Regions from separate parts of the Pan troglodytes genome. Here region 2 is linked to region 1. A link is a contact called in public HiChIP or PLAC-seq data. All regions are on one chromosome and are shown on one strand. The core of a region is the stretch at or near the end of the contact, and the rest is flanking DNA. Distances in the headings are between cores, read along the strand shown.

What was found. HiChIP or PLAC-seq counts read pairs in DNA pulled down with a chosen protein or histone mark.
Region 2: an H3K4me3 HiChIP or PLAC-seq map of stem cell-derived excitatory neurons shows a contact between it and region 1, with 2.4 times the contacts expected there. The contact joins the promoter of TRIM14 here to the promoter of TBC1D2 in region 1. A contact is called at or near these places in 1 of 7 Hi-C or Micro-C datasets (stem cell-derived neural progenitor cells) and 1 of 1 datasets of contacts at active chromatin or transcription factors (stem cell-derived excitatory neurons).

What each region holds. Positions count from the first base shown.
Region 1 is chr11:40,256,567-40,263,214 of NHGRI_mPanTro3-v2.0_pri, reverse strand. TBC1D2 (TBC1 domain family member 2) reads right to left here and starts at 3,655. Exons shown (of 13, transcript XR_001720919.4): 1 at 2,671-3,655.
Region 2 is chr11:40,390,284-40,396,931 of NHGRI_mPanTro3-v2.0_pri, reverse strand. It overlaps TRIM14 (tripartite motif containing 14), which reads right to left and starts at 2,506. Exons shown (of 7, transcript XM_016961305.4): 1 at 538-2,506. The coding sequence starts at 744. It overlaps CORO2A (coronin 2A), which reads right to left. Exons shown (of 12, transcript XM_520144.8): 12 at 2,500-6,426. The coding sequence ends at 6,295.

The sequences.
Region 1 (6,648 bases), core at 2,406-4,905:
TGCTGGTCATTAGTCTCCCAGCACTGGCTGGCGGTTGGTCCAAACATCCACTTTCACATCCAATAACTCCTAGATTCTTCAGGAGGGAGGCAAGGCAGGAGTGAGCACCCCTTTGTACAGATGGAGAAACTAAACCTCTGAAGTTGCCCAGGCATGTGGTGGTAGAACTAGTCCCAGAACCCTGGTCTAGAAGTTGGATTTTATGGCCAGGAGATTAGTGGCTTCGTAAAGAAGGCTTGAGATCAGCTGAGGTGGACTGCAGAAGATGAACAGCTCACCGGGAGTGGATGGGGATTCTCAGAGAGCTGCCTGCAATCAAGGCCACATGAGAACAGCAGCGGGCTACATGGCAACAGAGGCAAACTCCCTATCTCAGGGGTTCACTGGTGTGCACTATGCAGGGGGGAGTCTGTGAAAGTGACCCTCAGGCTGTCACACAGGTATCAATAAGATAAATGATGCCCACCAGTGTTCTCTTTCCATACACTCTCTGAGAGAGACTGCAGCACCTCCCAGGTCTTCCCCATGACCTTAATGCTGATGAGCTCCAGCCGAACCCAAATACCCCATTTTATTAACTCATTTGACAAGGGTATACTGAGCATTGACATATGTGTCAGAGATAGTGCTAGGCACTGAATACAGAGGTGAGCCAACACACATGGTCCCTGTCCCCTTGGAACTTGAGAGTCTCCTGCAGGGGACATGTACCCGGATGTTCCATGGGCTCCTCATCCTGAGTTCCCTCCTGTCAGTGCCTGACCCAACCAGGCAGTCAGCCAGTTACTCCAGCCACTCCTGACATCTCCCTCATTCTACTTCCCTACTATCCCGAGACACCTCCATTGTCCCCTTCCCCACAGCCACAGCTCTAGTTCAGCTGTCACTCTCTCCTGATCACCTTCTGATGGGCTCCCTGAGTACCAGCCTTGCCCTTCCCCTAGTTTCTTCTCTATCCAATAGTCAGACTGAGCTTTTGCTACTTGGCCTAATTTGCCAATTCCCCACCCTCGGGCCTCTGCTCTTCAACTCCATCCTTTGGGCCCCTCTGTTTTTCTGGCTCATGTGATTTGCCTGGACACTCAGGGCTGTATCATGGTTTCCTACTTTTGCTCACGGTGCTCTCTTGACCTGGAATACCTTTCTCCCTCTTGTCTGCTTGCCACCTATTTCTTCTTTCAAGCCTTGGGTGTGTCCCTCCTCCAGATGCCTTTCTGGCTAGCCCCTTCCACTTGGTGGAACTGACTCCTCCTGTCACCACACCTTCTTGCACAGACTTATCACATGTCTCTACAGAACATTTTAGGGTGCATGCAGGTTCTCCCTCAGTCTCTCCCATCAGACTTTAAGCTGTCAGAGAACCAGGGGTCGGGGTGCATTAGCTCCACACCCCAGAGCCAAGTGCAGAGCCAGGAACAATGGAATACTATTATAAAGACCATGTGTTGAAGACCCTGCATACAGCAGTCAACCTGTGGAAGAGACACATAGACCCGGGAACCACATGACCTCGAAAATGCCTTCCCTGGCCAGGGATTCCTGAGTTTCATTATTTTAACCAAGTCCCCCAGCCTGGTCACCCGCCAAGTCCAGTCAGTAAAGGAGAACTGAACACGTGGTCATCCACAGATACCCACTTAGCTGGAGGTGGGGTTGGAGGGGTGGAAAGATGGGGATGGGGTGGGGAAGGCTATCTCCTGGCACATTCTTCTCTGATGCCCATAGAACACTTAGCCCAGATCTGTCTTTCCAATTAAGTTATGGGACACCTCCTCTTGACATTAGCACTCTGATCTTGGTTCCATCACCTTGTGTGTGCATGTGTGCTTATGCAACAAAAAATTATTAAGTACCCCACTAGGTACCAGGCTGTATTCTAGGTGATGCAATTAATTCAACAATTTGTACATGCCTGTGATGTGTCAAATGCTTACAAACAACCTAGGTTCTGAGAGGTTAAGTAACTTGTCCAGGGTCACACAGCTAGTAAGTAGCAAATGTACAATTTGAATCCAAGCCCGTCTGATTTCAAAGAACGTGGCCTTTCTACTGCTTTAGGCTTTCTCAGTTAAACATGATGATAAAACCTACCCCTTGCTGCTGATAGGAAAACAGGTTTAAGCATGCCTAGATGAACAATCTAGGCTGATCAGTGAAACCTAAGTGTTTATTTTCCTAATCCCTGCCAGTCTCTTCTCAGCATTCACTGACCTTGGCCAAAACATCAAGAAACGGGAATCAGAATCCTGGCCTTGAGAGAGGATTGCAAAGACCATATTTTGACTTACTTAGGTCCCAGGTAAGAAAGTTAAGGTAACTGCACTGTCAGGCACACCCAAAAGTAAAAGTTTTGATTCAGCACTGAGAGGTAGAAAGACTATGGGATTCCAAGCTACCCTACTCTCTAGACGCATGGACCTCGAGCCAGTCCTTTCATCTCCCTCTGACTCAGTTTCTTGATCTGTAAAATGGGTCTGTCTTCCCTGCCTTGTGGGAACCCAATGAGGAAATGGATGGGAATGCACTTTGCAAAGCACAAAGTTCTTGGAACAGTCGGTGACGACAGTTCCAGTCAATTTACTGTGTCCACCTCACACTCGCGCCCAGCCTTGCCCTGCGAAAAGGGGACCTCACGCCGCTGGAAAGGAGAAAGTCGTTCCAGGAATTTACCTTCAGGGTAATAACCCGGCTGGGAGTCTTGATTTCGAAGATCCCCTCCTCAGCGTCCGCCTTACAGTCAAACACTGCACTGGAGAGGTCGATGCTGTCCAAGGGATTAGCATCCTGCGCGGTCCGCGAGTAATACAGCTGACATTTCCTTTCGTCGTAGAAGAACCAGCGGGATTTCCAGCCCCGGATGGGCCCTTTGCCGCCGAACTTACTTAAATACCCACAGAGTTTCTTGGGGACCGCCTCCAGGGACCGGGCGCAGTCCCCCGATTCTTCCTCCGGAGGCGGCACCTGTGGATCCCTGGCAGACTCTTCGGACCCAGGGGCAGAGGAGCTGGACTCCGGGGCGTTCTCCCCAGCGCCCTCCATCGCCGCCAGCCGGAGACTGCGGAGGGACGAGGGGTCTGCGGGACCACCAGGGACAAATCTCGGAGACTCGGCGGGCACCTTCCCAAAGGGAGACACCTGGGCGGGGGCGGGGCCGACGGCGAACCCGCCCCCAGGAAGCCACAGAGTCGGGACTGGGTGCGGTGCGTGCGCCTCAAAGACCGCAAACCCAGGTTACGGCGGCTGGCCACGCCCCTCCACCGCCAGGCCACGCCCCCGCAGCGCTCAGTCGGCTCCCTGCAAGGCCCGGCTGCTTCCGGCTTTTTCTCCGCGCCAGTCAGCCATCTTTACTAAGGGCGGCCGTGCTCCCTGGCTTCAGGTTAAAGGCGTGGTGGCACTGAGTTAGGTTAACCGCGGGCAGAGAAGCCTGTCCCTAGCTACACTTCCCTGGTAGTTCGCATAGTCACCTAGAAAGATAGTGCTTTCTTGCACCCGATGGGCTGCTTGTTCCCTCCCTCTGCCGCGCGGGGCACCCTCGGACGGCGCATCTCGCGGCCATTGGCTGAAAGGAAGACCGCTGGGAGGCCCATCTTCCGGCGTCGCCCGGGCAGCGCGGCTCCGGAGCTGTCTGCCACTCTTCTGGTGTTCCTTCAGCCCCGTCAATGACGCCGCGGACGGCCTTCTTATCCCTCGCCTGACCGCGGTGGCCTCCCCAGCTCTCTGTCCTGGCTCCTATTCGCCTCCTGACAGCGCTGGTTGTGTTGCTTGGGGCGCCCAGGCGCGGCCGCTGCGCTGCGGAAACCCAGTGCCACTCCTGGGGCATAGTTGGGTGCAGTACATTTATTTTTATTTTGTTATTGCTATTATTATTTTTAGAGACGGTCTGGCTCTGTCACCCAGGCTGGAGTGCAGTGGCGCGATCAGAGCTCACTGCAGTCTCCGCCTCCCGGTCTCAAGCCATCCTCCCGCCTCAGTCTCCCGAGTAGCTGAGACCGCAACTGCGTACCACCACACCCGGCTAATTTTTAAATTGTTTTTTGCTGAGAGGGGGGGTCTTGAATTCCTGGCCTCAAGCGATTCTCCTGCCTCGGCCTCCTAAAGTGCTGGAATTACAGGCGAGAGCCACCGCGCCAGGCTGTTTTGTAAATAAATAATTTAGGGTTTGACTAACTTGCTCAACTTCTGCCTCATTTTACCTGTTTCCCCTTAAATTTCTCCCCTTCCCTCCTAAGGCGCATTTCTCCATTAGCGTTGCGGAGCCCAATTCCGTCCAGCTTTCTTTAGGAGCTTCTTTCCGCCTTTCTCTTGCCCTTTGTTCAGCCCTTCCTTTACTTCATCGTCTCCCCCTCAGCCATCGTTAACGAGACCCTCATGCACACTCAGTGATATTGACAAGAAGCAGGGTGGGGGTAAAGGCGAGGGCTCTAGAGTCTATTTGCATAATTTTCAGATTCCCACTCTGCAATACTGAGTGATTTACTCAACCTAAAAATGGAGATAACACTTCTTCCCACCCACCCCCGACCCGCCGCCAGACAACTTTACAGTGAAGCTAATGAAATTTATGTTCACTTGCATGGGTCGCTGGGATTTGTAGTCTTAACAGGTGGGGAGTTGCAACCAGGGAGCATTTCTCCTAAATGCCAGAGAGCTCTTCATTTGTTATAATTTACAATTTATTTTCTCATTCTAAATAACCATCGTAATACCTAATTTTGTGTTCATAATTTTGTAATTTTTTTAAAATCAGAAGGCCCTTAATGCTGTTTAATTCCAGTCCCCACAAAACCTGGATCTACACCTGTCTACCCTTAGAGTTGTTTTGATAATTAAATAAAATAATATGTGTGAAGCTCTTAGTACAGAACGTGGGACAAAATATTTCTTTTCTTTTCGAGACAGAGTTTCGCTCTTGTTGCGCAGGCTGGAGTGCAATGGCGCGATCTCGGCTCACAGTGACCTCCGCCTCCCGGATTCAAGCGATTCTCCTGCCACCGCACCCAGCCAGTTTCTTTTCTTTTCTTTTTTTTTAATTTTTTTTTTTTTGATACAGAGTCTCGCTCTGTCGCCCAAGCTGGAGTGCAGTGGCATGCTCTCCAATCCCCATTCTCCTGCCTCAGCTTCCCGAGTAGCTGGGATTACATACACGCGTCACCATACCCAGCTAATTTTTGTATTTTTAGTAGAGACGGGGTTTCACCATGTTGGCTAGGATGGTCTGGATCTCCTGACCCTGTGATCCACCGGCCTCGGCCTCCCAAAGTGCTGGGATTACAGTCATGAGCCACAGTGCCTGGCCCCATTCCTGATTTTTAAAACCTCTTAATAAAACAAACAGCATACCTTATTTGTTCTAGGTTTTGTAGCTAGGCAATGATAAATATTTGAAAGAATAATTATAATTATAAATATATTACATATACCAGAAAAACTCAAGTGGTGGCCTGTTTTTAAAAACTGTGCATATGTGTATAGATGTCTCCAGCAGCAAACAAATGGAAAATATAATGGACAACATCCCTTACATAAATGACTTACATAATGAATACCTCATTGCTTTATAGTAGGATATAAGACAAAACAAATATGTCCCTGAGTGGGAAGAGTTAATATTGTAAAGATGTCACATTCCTCAAATTAATCCATACAGTTAATACATTTTCAATCAAACTCCCGATAGGCTTTTTTTTTTTTTTTTTTTTGAGACAGAGTCTTGCTCTGTCACCCAGGCTGGAGTGCACTGGAGCGATATCGGCTCACTGCAACCTCTGCCTCCTGGGTTTAAGCTATTCTCCTGCCTCAGCCTCCCTAGTAGCTGGGACCACAGGCAGGGCACTATGCTCAGCTAATTTTTGTATTTTCAGTAGAGGTGGGGTTTCACCATGTTGGCCAGGCTGGTTTTGAATTCCTGACCTCAAGTGATCCACCCACTTCAGCCTCCCAAAGTGCTAGGATCACAGGCGTGAGCCACCATGCCTGGCCTCGATAGGCTTTAAAAAAACTTTTTATTTTTGAATAGTTTTAGAAAAAGTTACAGAGACAATGGGAGAATTTCTGTAGACCCTACACCCAGTTTCCCCTAATGTTAACATTTTGCTTAATCCTGGTATGTTTGGCAAAAATAAACATCTAACATTGGTACAAAACTATTGACAAGGCCGGGTACGGTTGCTCACGCCTGTAATCCCAGCACTTTGGGAGGCCGAGGTGGGTGGATCACGAGGTCAGGAAATCGAGACCATCCTGGCTAACATGGTGAAACCCCATCTCTACTAAATATACAAAAAATTAGCCGGGCGTAGTGGTGGGCGCCTATATTCCCAGCTACTCGGGAGGCTGAGGCAGGAGAATGGCGTGAACCCAGGGGTGGAGCTTGCAGTAAGCCAAGATCGTGCCACTGCACTCCAGCCTAGGCAACAGAGCGAGACTCCCTCTCATAAAAAACAAAAAAAAAAAAACAAACAAAAAAACTATTGACAAAACTACAGTCTTTATTTGGATTTTGTCTGTTTTCTACTAATAGCCTTTTTCTATTCCAAGATCCCATTCAAGATGCCATAGTTAGTCATCATGTTCCCTTAGTCTCCTCTGCATTGTGACACATTTCTGTTTTTCCTTGTTTTTCATGGTCCTGACAGTTTGAAGAATACT
Region 2 (6,648 bases), core at 1,257-3,756, 130 kb before region 1:
TCTGTGTGGCCGGGGAGGGGAGAGGAGGTAGGTAGTGACAGCTGAGGCTGCTCCCAGGGCAGTCAGGCCGTCCTCAGCTCAAAGTTCACAGGCCCTTTCTGTGGACTGCAGATTAAGTAAACCTGAGATGTCTGTGTGGCTTTCTGAGCTACACAGGGCTGTTTATTAAGAGGGAGAGTTTGTACCTCTGTTAACTAAAAGGCAGACTGTCTTCCAGCTCAATGGCAGTGTGGTGGATCGGCCATGGTGGACACGGTCAAGGACATCTGGGTACCAGCCTGGGCTCCCAACCTCTCACTCCTAAGCCCACCTTTTCTGAAGCTCAACTGATGGCTTTGGCTCGCCTTTGCCCTTCCTTGGGTCTCAGGCTCCCGCTCTGAACTTTCGGTCGACCGCTTAGACGCCCTCTGGGGCACCTTTGGTTTCCAGGTTGTAACCCGCCACTGGCCACGGCCAGGCACGCCCCCTCCTCGGCCGTTATGCCTGGGCTGGCTCCCCCAACTCCCGCGCGGCGAACCCCGTCCCCATCGTCCCCACCTGCACGTGCACCGCTGCCTCCAGCGCCAGGCCCACAGGGTGGCCACGGTGCGCGCCCAGCACCGGGCAAAGCGCGCACACGCAGCGGCGGCAGCGGCGACAGAAGAGCTCAGCCACGCGGTCGCCATGCTCCGGGCAGCGCCAGCCGCATCTCTCGACCAGCTCCGACCTCCCAGGGGTCCGGGTCCCGGCCGCCGCGCCCGCCATTCATCTCCACCACCTCCGGCTCCCCGGGACACAGGGCGGGGCTCCCAAGGGAAACCGAAACCTCGGCCGTGGGCGGGGCGGCTCCAGGCCGGCCGGCCGACCGCTAGGAGGATGACAGCCCGCCGGGAGCAGCGTCGGGCCTCGGAGCATCCTCCGACCAGCAGGGTGCTCCGTCTGCCCGCCCAGGCCGGGAGGTGGCCCCACCAGAAATGGGAAGCTCCTAATGAGCCAGCTAGGAGAGGGTGGGCTTCCTGCTTAATGACGCTGGTCCAGTAACGCCCAGAAAACTGCAGCCCTGATGATGGGACCAAAGTTGGCTGTGACCTTCCGGGGGTGCTCCTCTCACTTTCCCTTGATCCTCTCTTGCCCTTTTCCCGGGAAAGATAATCATTCCGACAACTGTAAGATACCTTTATCAACCTCAAATAAGGACACAGAGATTCTCCAATTGAGTTTATTTCGGACTGAGCAGAAGGATTGCAATTCGGGAATAAATGTGCCATGGCACCCAAGGGGTGGGGACGCGGAGTACTCAGGGAGGCAAAGGAAAGCAGAGGCTTTTAAAGGCAAAACGAGGAGGATTGCATATATTGGTGTTTTTTTTTTTTTTTTTGGAGACGGAGTCTCGGTCTGTCGCCCAGGCTGGAGTGCAGTGGCGCCATCTCTGCTCACTGCAAGCTCCGCCTCCCGGGTTCACGCCATTCTCCTGCTTCAGCCTCCCGAGTAGCTGGAACTACAGGCGCCCGCCACCACGCCCGGCTAATTTTTTGTATTTTTAGTAGAAAAGGGGTTTCACCGTTTTAGCCAGGATGGTCTCGATCTCCTGACCCCGTGATCTGCCCGCCTCGGCCTCCCAAAGTGCTGGGATTATAGGCGTGATCCACCGCGCCCGGCCAGATCGTTTTAAAATAATAATACTTGGTTACAAGAATTAATACAGGTGGCTTCAGTCCAAAAGTTGAACAGGCAGTTGCTGGGCAGATGTCCTCATATCATGGCTTTTGTGCAAGGTTGTGGTTCTTTGTGCAAGGTTGCAGTTTGGTGGAATCTTTTGCAATAATAGTTCCTGTTACCAGGCAAATCGTTGATGAGGGCCCCCCACTTCATGGCCTCCCAGCACCATTTAGTTTGTTTGAGACAGGGTCTGGCTCTGTTGCCCAGGCTGGAGTGCAATAGTGCGATCATAGCTCACTGCAGCCTCTAACTCCTGGGCTCAAGTGATCTTCCCACCTCATTCTCTGGAGTAGCTGGGACTACAGGAGCACCATTTAGTTTGGTTTTGACGTAAGTGACTCTGTTTTGGTACTGACAACTTTCACACACACACCGCCACCCCAAATTCCAGTTGCCCCCCAGGCTCAAGTCTCGACTTCCACTTATAAAGCCCTCAGCTCTTTCTTAAGATCCTTGGTCTCCGCCCTGCCTATGCTCCACCCTGTGCTTTTTCAAGACTGGGGGACGTGCAGTTTACCCTGCTTAGAACATTCTTCTTCCCAAATGCCCTTTGCCCTGAGTATTCCAACTTATTCTGCAGGTTTCTACCTTACTATCTTTTCCTCCAGGAAGCCTTCCCTCCTTCTCCTTCCAGAACAGCCTATGCTTTCCCTATCCTGGCCCTCCCCATTCACGCAGCCATGACTGAAAACTGGAGGGGGCAAAGACTGTCTGTTCTGCCTGTTTTCCAGCTTGGTGTCTGACTCCAACAGTAGATAGTTAATTGGTATTTGTGGAACAAATCAAGAAAAGGAAAGCTCCTTGTAGTAAAATGGCCAGATGTTTATTATTTTGTTACATTATTTCCATTGCACATTCCACATCTATTTATTTTCACTTTTATTTATTATCATTATTTTTCACAAAGGTACAAGGAATTTCAGAAACAACATTAAAACAATCATTCAAACTGTTTCAGGCACGGTTTCAATTAAAAGCATAGATTTGATTTCTGACTTCCTGTTTCCTTCTATGATACAATCTCAAGTTTTGTTTCAGGAAGCACAATTATTGTAGCGTTAAGGTGGATACCTGCCAAAGATCATCTCCTAGTGCTGTCCTCATTCTCAGAAAGTTCCTGAGTCAACAGAAAGGGGACGCCCAGGGTATGGAATAAGGAGATGAGAGCATGCTCTGCCAACTGGCTGGGACCTGAATGTGCTAGGCAAGTTCTACTACATCAGCTCAAGAACATAATCAAAAATGTAATTTAAAAAACAGATGGTTTAAAAAAATATCTGATAAAAATTACCTATCCCTCTCCCTTGCTGTGAAATAATTTAAATAATTTATTCTAGATGTAAAAATAATAATAAAAAAAAGTTTGTTCAAAGACACCTGTGTCCTGTTTGTTAAGTGTGCAGTCTGGGTCCCTTGGGGTGGAGGGAGCTGGCCAAGGAATGGCGTTGTGCAGAGGCATACCGGGAAGCTCTCTGGATGCAACCCCACCTCTACCGCTTGGCAGTCAGTGACCTTGGCATGATGTTTCTTCACTTCTCTGAGGCTAGGTCTTTGATTCTGAACATGGGGACTGTAATGCCTGCCTGACCTGTGTTAGAACAGCATGTGTCACTGAGTGGAGGTGGGAGGAATTTGTAAACTGTGAAGTGCTAGCCACACAGGTGGGAAAGGTAAGCCTATCCTGTAGAGCTCTGCTGCCCTGACAATGCCTGGGATTTGGCCTTCTGTTCTGGAGCACACTAAGGCAATCTTGGCTAGTGCATCAGACGGGAGTGAGCCCCAGTGACTGAGTAAATGGAGAATAAGACAAGGAACACGAGCATCTGGCCTGTGCAGACATACAAGCAGAATAAACCACAGCTGGGTAAGGGGCAAACAGGGGCACTGAACCCCCATCGTGCTGCAGCTGCGGTTCCCAGAGATGTTGAGGGAGGGCTTGGGACAACACTTCTGGGCTTTTAAGGAGCCACCAGGCAGGACTTAAGAGATCTGGGTTGAGTCCCAGCTCCTGTCTGGAGCTTGCTGTCCTCTTCATCTTTATTGCAAATAGGTACACATGCAGTCTTCCATCTTCACTGTACTGCAGATCACCTGTGGAGCTTATATGAACATACAGGCCCTACTCTGGAGATTCAGCTTCAGTTGGTCTGGAATGTGGCCTGGGCATCTGTATTTCCTGCACGCTCCCAAGGGAATTCTAATGTACACAGCTTGGGTTGAAACCTACCAGACTAGGTGGCCTCCTGCAGTCCCCACCTCAGCTCCAGAATCTAATCGCCCTGTGCAATGGAGATCATCTGCCCCTCCTTGGTAAGGAGGGACCAATTTCACTTCTAATCATTCCCAGTCTCTTGGTGGACTATTGTATTGACCACTGAACTTTAGAGTAGGGCTCGGAACACAGATTCACTAAGGAGGGACAAAGAAAAGCTTTCAGGCTAAAAGGGAACTTTGGGACCATCTGGTCCTACTTCTTTACCTCGTATAGTCATTTCAGAAGACCTCCTGGTTAGGTGGCCAGAGGCTCTGCTGGCATGTCTCCAGTGATGGGGGCCCCCTACCTCCTGGGGGACTCTTCTGTTAACTAGGGCTGAAATCTGCCCACATCATCCTGCAGGAGGCAGGCTGTGTACCTGAGGGCCTTGGTGGTGGCAGTCAGCAGTCATGGGCACAGCTCTGAAGTCTGCGTCCCTCCATAAGGGACAGCATCTATCCATATCAGGCTGATTCTGGTTGGAAAGGTTGGTTTTGACCACCTGCCTGTGTTGTAGAATTGGGTTGAATGCCTCTGACCCCTTGCCAGTGTCCGTTAGTTTCTGTAGCAAACCCAGATCACCCCACAGGTAGTTTTCTCTTAGGTCAAGGTTTCAGGTGGCAGATCCTGCAGAGAGCAGCTTGTTCCAGGGTACCCCTTGTTCAGATGAAGAAACTGAGACCAGAGAGGGCAGGACTTGCAAGAGGTCACTGAGTAAGCTGGGGCACAGCTGAGGCCAGAAGCAACAGATTTCTACTCTGTGGGCTGAGAACTGCATCAGACTCAAAAGAGCAAAAAGACAGACCCAGAAAAGCAGGATCTCAGCCCAGCCCTGCCATGAAACAAATATCACTTGCCTCTCTCTAGGCCTTAGTTTCCCCACCTGTAAAATGAGGAACTTGGGTCAAATCACTAGTTTTCAAACTTCTAAAAAAATTTTTTTTTCCTAGCAGAATTGTTTTTCATACTAGCCCAACATATAAAATAGAAGGGAGCTGTCTGGTTGGAATACAGTGTGGGGAAGGGAGACACAGCCTTCCTGCTTAGTCTTCCCCTATTCTCTCTTTTTTTTTTTTTTTGGAGATGGAGTCTCGCTCTGTCACCCAGGCTGTAGTGCAGTCCGCAATCGTGGCTCATAGCAACCTCCACCTCCCAGGTTCAAGCAATTCTCCTATCTCAGCCTCCCGAATAGCAGGGACTACAGACGCTCACCACCACGGCTGGCCAATTTTTTTTTTTTGAGACAGAGTCTCACTCTGTCACCCAGGCTGGAGTGAAGTGGCGTGATCTTGGTTCACTGCAACCTCCGCCTCCCAGGCTCAAGCGATTCTCCTGCCTCAGCCTCCCAAATAGCTGGGATTACAGGCATGCACCACCATGCCTGGTTAATTTTTTATTTTTAGTGGAGACGGGGTTTCACCATGTTGGCCAGGCTGGTCTTGAACTCCTGACCTCAGAAGATCCGCCCAGCTTGGCCTCCCAAAGTTCTGGGATTATAGGTGTGAACCACCACGCCCTGCCTAATTTTTGTATTTTTAGTAGAGACGGGGTTTCACCATGTTGGCCAGGCTGGTTTCTTTCTTTTTTTTTTTTTTTTTTGAGACAGACTTTTGCTCTTATTGCCCAGGTTAGAGTGCAGTGGCGCAATCTCAGCTCACTGCAACCCCCGCCTTCCGGTTTCAAGCAATTCTCCTGCCTCAGCCTCCCAAGTCGCTGGAATTACAGGCGCCTGCCACCACGCCCAGCTAATTTTTTTGTATTTTTAGTAGAGATGGGGTTTCACCATGTTGGTCAGGCTGGTCTCAAACTGCTGACCTCGTGATCCACCAGCCTCGGCCTCCCAACATGCTGGAATTACAGGCGTGAGCCACTGCGCCCGGTGAGACTGGTTTCAAACTCCTGACCTCAAGCAATCCGCCCACCTCAGCCTCCCAGAGTGCTGGGATTACAGGCATGAGCCACTGCGTCTGGCCCAGTCTTCCCCTATTCTCTGGACCACAGTTTGAAAATCACAGACAGGTCAACCTAGATCCTTCCAGCTCTAGTTTTCTACTGTGTTCTTTCCTCTTGAGAAGTTACAGCTCATCATGGGCCCTTAATAACAGAATTCAACAGAAGGCATCATCTGAAAACAAAGTCAATTCAGAAACTGTTGTTGCAAGAAGGCAAATAGAAAAACGGCACCATGTCCCACTGGAATCTCTTTCAGCGATGGAGAGTTTTGTTTTCTGGTAAAAAATATAGAAATAGTGGTTGTTCTTGAGGGGACTTGTGGTTTGGTTCTAAACCTCCCCACGGAGCCGAGTGGTGTCCCTGAGGGTGAGGAGGGCAGAGGTCTCTGCTCAGAGCTGCTCTGAGCCCATCCGCAAGTTTTTGATCTCCAGTTCCAACTGTTTGGCCTGGACCTCTCGCTGGGTCAACAGCTCCCGGAGCCTTCGGATCTCCTCCTGTTGCCGGTAGAACATCTGCAGCAACTGGGGAAGAAAGATCGGAAGGCAGGATCACCATGGTGTCAGGACACCAGCTGAAAGCTAAACCACTATCCCTCTTTGACTCAGAAAGGTGGAGGCGGTCACATTAACATGGCTGAGGCCTGATGGGGCTGTCACTGCATAGATCTTTTACAAACACCTTGTTTACTTCACCCAATAAATGAAATTCAAGAAGACTGGAATGTTTCAGATGTATTTTGCTTC